Linked DNA regions of Oryzias latipes: region 1 is linked to region 2. The links are chromatin contacts, called in public Hi-C maps. All regions are on one chromosome and are shown on one strand. Each heading gives the region's core, a stretch centred on a gene start, on an enhancer-like site or on the middle of the called end of the contact. The rest is flanking DNA. Distances are from core to core; before and after follow the strand shown. Region 1 has its middle 7.0 kb from the start of spred1. Region 2 holds the start of fam98b (protein FAM98B).

Region 1 (2,700 bases), core at 35-2,534, 43 kb after region 2:
ATCAAAAAACCTGTGTCATTTTCTAGGACATAGCGGCAGGAGGTCATTAGAACTCGCCTCTGAGTTGTGGACGGGACCATTGGTTTGGAGTAGGCCTACCCCCACATCCCATTATCCCTTTGTTTACACTCTCCTGCTTGCTTACAGCCTCTCACAACCCCAACCTAACATTATAAAAAATATGGCGAACAAAATTGGACCTATCCAGCTGTAGAGTTTTGTACCAGATTCCAGCTCAGACGAGGAAAACAATCTATTTGTCTGCAAGTGAATGCATCGGAATGGAGCAGAGCAGGGAAGTTATGGCCTGCCGATTGTATCTTCTAAGTCACTGCTACAAGCTTTTTCAAATGGCATTTTGTCATCTGCTCCTGATCTAAAACAATTTGAATGAAGAAATACTCAAACCCAATTTCAAGCTTAAGCTTGAAATTGGGTTTGAGTATTTCTTCATTAATTTAGCTTAAGCTTAATTTATTAAGCTTGAAATATATAGGGTAAATGACGCATATATGTCCTGCATCATCTGAAAAATGTCACAGGAACATGTTAAAAAAAAACAAAAGATGGTTTTCTTTGGTTTGTTTCTTTAAGGAAGTTCTGTTAAACTTAAATTTGATCTTGAATCATGGAGACAAAACTACATTGGAAGACAAACTTCCAATGTCTTGACGCTTTCTGATTAGCTTAAAGTGTTGGGAACCCAAAGTAAAACAAAGAAAAAGATTTCATTCCGATGTTTCACTCGACTCCCAGAGAAAATCTCGATTTCCTTTTCTGCTAAACAATCGTCACAGGCGTATTTTGGACAGAAGATAAACAGAATGGTTGGTTTTAACCACGCCAGCTTTGCTAAAAACCAGTGGGGGAAATCAGAGGCAAATACAAAAAAACCCCAGAAGATTATCCAGTCCATTTAAAATCAGTCTTTAGATCCCCCTCCTCAACTGTGCAGCCCCTCGTCCACATCCCTCTGTTTCTCCCCCTGCGGCCTCCTCCACTTAATCCTCCCGCTCATTTGGGAACCACCAGCACCCCTCCATAAAGAGAGGTATTGTGCCCAGATTATTTGATTGTTTTCAGATGTTAGAGCATTCATACACAAAAGAGGAAGGACAGGGTTTGTCCATAAGGCCTAGCCCACTTAGCCCACTGATGGACACACAGGAGGGAGGGAGAAGAGAGCGGGCACACGAGTCAGGAAGTGACCCCTGCATTGCCAGATTACAAACAATGTGCTCTCTCAACGTTTGCAGTCCTCCATGTGGAACATACCACTTCTGTGAGTGCTGAAGGGGTGGCTGCTTAAAGGAAGCGCAAAGCATGGCTTCAGTGCTTCATCCATTCCTATGAGCGGCAGAGGAAGGCAGCCGGGCCAGGAAGGCACTTAACTGATGAGCATGGCGATGGATGAGAACTGAATTTGATGCATGGGGGAGGCGTCATTATGCCTTTATGCTTGGCAGTACATGCCTACGCTCAGCAGTGATATAAGATTTGAGATACAGTTTTTGTTCCCTGTGCCTGCATTACCCTTCACTGCTGTCGATTCATCCTTGTCTGTTTGCAGAGAGACAGCCTGCCATTTTTGACCCAACTCTTTCAGTTCTGCAGAGGTTAGAATTGAAGCAAATCTGTAAAAAAATGAGAGAAAAGGCAGAGATGAACACACGCACACACACACACACACCACCCCCATTTGCATGGTCATGTGTGACTCACAGTGCATCACAGAACCGTATGAACTTCAAAAGAGACTGGCTGTACATTCACAGTGTGCTCAACCTCTGCTCTTTAAATAGCTCAGCCTCCTCTAAACACAGAAATCCATGCATTTGAAATGATTGAATCATAGGAAAAACTTAAGAGGTTGGGTTCATGTTCATCACGCGTCCCAGTGGCGATGCGCAAAGGCAAAACTGGTCTGGCTTGGCAAAATTCTGCAAGTAGCACATGTTTGCATAAACACAAAGGGAAGCACCACATGTCATGGTGTTTTGCCTTCCTATTTGTTGCCATAATAACAAATAATTACTTGTGCTTAAATTTTACATTTAAAGACCCAGTCTAGAGAAAATTGGGTTTTTGGTGTTTGTAACACATTTTAGTAGAACTTTTTTCATGATGGAGGACATATATGAAGAAAATTGTGATGCATTTCTGCATTTCTGAGTATTTCTTTTTTCTGTGAATCAGGAGCAGACGACAAAAATGGTGTTTAAAAAAAAGCAGTATTTGTGACATACAAACTACACTCGGCAGGCCGCAAGCTCCCTGCTCCGCATCACTCTGATGCATCCACCTTTAGACAAATAGATCCACTAACGGCTCAGTTCCCCTCGTCTGAGCTGGGATCTGGATCAAAATTGTACGGCATTTTTTTGCTTCTCTAATGTCAGTTTGGGGTTGTGTGGGGCTGTAAGGTAGAGCGTGTAAACAAAAGAGATGATGGGAAATGAGTACGCCGTCGGTCCCACCCACAACTCAGAGTTGAATTTCTAGTCAACTCCTGCTGCTCTGCAGAAACAATGCCCGAGAAAATGACAATTTCAAAAAAAAAAAAATTTTGCCTAAAAATTTCATGATCATAATTAAAAAACAGCTGGGAAAACGTTTACATTAGATCAAAAGACTATTGGAGTGGATCTTTAAAATCATATTCGATACAACACAAATCAATAGTAAATGTGTTACATTCAA
Region 2 (2,700 bases), core at 153-2,652:
GCTGTTTATCAGACGCCTGCCTGCAGCTCACAATCTGGGCTGCCTGAAGCTCGGAGCTCAGGAACACTAAAAGAGAAAACAAATGTTTCAGTTTTCACAGCTCACCGTGACCACACAAATACAATTTGGATTAAGGAAGGTGAGTAGATACAGAGGAACTGGAGATGCTTCTTGGTATTTCCCACGGTGCCTTTAGGAGTTCCAGAGAGGCCTTCTTCATAAGGACAGTGAAGTTCCCTCAGAAGCCCACTCATCTCAACCTGGAGGCTCTCCAGGTCATCTAGAAGCAATGAGATTGGTGCATCTTCAAAATCAAACTTTTCATACTCATGTAATGCAAAGTTATTTACATGTTAAAAACATTGTAAATTAGAAAACCATAAGTAAAAACCAACATGTTAAAGCATAAAATGATTTATAAATAAGATGCTAAGTAGAATTCTGGATTGATACTGGAGTGGGGACACAATATTATGGGGGACCCATCATCCACACCAGTGACACCCACCCACTAACCCACCCACAGCAGATGTTTGTAAAAATTGAATAAAGTATCGCCATAAGTTTTGGATGTAATTTTAGGAATTGCTAAGGGTTAATTTAGCAGAACCCCCTCACTGGCATGAAGGATCCAAACTCATCAGCCCCTGAGGATGTCACAGGTTTAAATCAATAGAAAAAATGAAAATAATATTTATAACTATACTATATAGAAAAATAATTAGAATTTGCCAGGTAACAAATCTGCTCCAATCTTCCCACAAATGCATCTTCTTCGCTCTGACACCACTTTTAAATTGGAAATAAACAGAGTTTTCATCAAACTGTGTCATAGGAGCGCCTTTTCAGCATCAAAAATATTTTTTCATTTTTATGTTTATTTTATGCTACGGTTCCATTGTGGAGTTTCTGGTGTTGGTGCAGTCAGATGGCTGACCTGATCCGGAGGTGATGCTCTCCTCCAGGCTACACAGCGGCTTCAGTCTGGACGCCAACCAGCCGCAGAGGCTCACGTACTCCGGCGAGGACAGGCCGCTCTCTGCGGCGCGAAGAAGCGCCTTCTCCTCCAGGAGAGGCCCGTCATAGCTGCACACCGTAACAAATGTCAAAATCGATTATTACAGTCAGTGTACATGGTTATATTCCGCTAAGTACGTAACGTTATTTATAAACTAACTGCTCACGGGTTCGGGTAGCGGAGACAGTTACATGCTAATGCCTGGCTGGTTAGCTTACCCGAGCTGATCCAAAGAGTCCAAGATGTCACATTCCATTCCTAACAGCGTGAGTTTTTTATTCCAAGTTATTTAAAACTCGATGATGTGAACACATGTATGTCAACAAACAGCGTTTCAACCCATTCATTTCCTTTGTACACCAACGGACCCGCTCCGGTTAGAAACGGAGGCATCACAAATACATGGTTCCGCAGTGGAACTATTTACGTCGATTCTAGTACAGTCCCAATTTTTTTAAAATAAAATGTACAATCATCTAACCGCAAGAAAGATTTATATTAAAATCTTTTTTTTTTTTTTACTTTTGAAAAACAAAGTAAGGAAATTTGTGTGTGGTGATTTCTCTGTTGTATCAGGACACCTGGCCATGGTAAACCACTTTTAAAACCCTTGTGCTATCTTAGATGACCCCACCCTTACATTGACGTGTTATTCCTACCATGACAAAGGTGGATAAAGGTGGAAAGATTTCATGTAATCCATGGACACCAGTGAAGATCACAAATCATTGAAGAAAAAAGGTTCAACGAACTGTCTAGTGGGTCTAGATGACCCAACTCTCAATGTTAAAGTGCCTAGGATAGCACAAGGGTTACAATGCATCTGTGTTAGAAAACAACAAATAAAATCTCCTGCATAGACTTGAAAATAAAACTATAATTGGATAGCCTGTTTTTCGTCCCATTAAAGTATGTCATGTTTTAAAGCAGCATGCATTCATAGTAGCTGAGTATTAATAGTGCTGCCATGACAATTATTGCTAGATCTTCCAGATCAGCTCTATACATCTCATTCTGTTTCAGATTCTTCTTTGGTGGTTTGAAAAAAGAAAACAAACTGACAGATTAATAATTCATCATTCAACATATGTAAGCTTTAGTAGCATGTGGAAGACCTTTACAGTCATTTCCTTCCAGGAAATCAATAGCCTCATTTGCTCCTCAAAAAGATGCTGCCCCATACCATCACACTCTCAATCAGTACAGCACAGCATTCTCAGTGTCCTACAACTATTTGTTGTTAGCTGAATCTGAACATAATGTTCCTCTACATGTTCAGGCTTCAGAGCACGTGTTAGAGACAGCAGCACAAACGGGCCTGAGGGTAAAGGGCAGGCCACCTGGAAACCTGTATGAAACTGGTGATTGACTAGCTGTGGGAAGATCCTTGTGCAGAAGCTTTGACTTAAAATCTGCTGAAAATAATATACTGTATCAACAAGATGACAGTATTTGATGACTCCAGTTTGCAGAAGCTCAAAATAAGAGTCAACAATGGCAGAAACATGAACTACTTCGTATTGGTGAAAGAAAATCAGACAAATATTTCATGGGCACAACCCACATGCAGTATTTAGGTTCTAGTACTTCTCCTGCATGGTCCCCACAAATGAAGCATCGTTCAAAAGGGAAATAAAGGATTAAAACCATTTACCAAACATAATTTCCCAATTTAAATGACA

The links. Hi-C and Micro-C count contacts between places; a contact is called where the count stands out from the background.
Region 1: a contact with region 2 is called in a Hi-C map of gastrula embryo, with 3 times the contacts expected there. The contact joins the enhancer-like site here to the promoter of fam98b in region 2. A contact is called at or near these places in 5 of 5 Hi-C or Micro-C datasets (embryo, fibroblasts and gastrula embryo).

Annotation. Positions count from the first base shown.
Region 1 is chr22:7,052,962-7,055,661 of ASM223467v1, forward strand. No RefSeq gene overlaps it. Among protein-coding and RNA genes, the nearest start is that of spred1, 7.0 kb to the left of the region's middle. Within about 2 kb of position 1,285, at least 5 of the 8 cell types and tissues checked have an H3K27ac peak or open chromatin away from gene starts, as enhancers often do. A contact at or near this core is called in embryo and gastrula embryo, where this site is marked.
Region 2 is chr22:7,009,548-7,012,247 of ASM223467v1, forward strand. It overlaps fam98b (protein FAM98B), which reads right to left and starts at 1,403. Exons shown (of 8, transcript XM_004082477.4): 1 at 1,237-1,403; 2 at 938-1,086; 3 at 152-280; 4 at 1-66. The coding sequence starts at 1,274.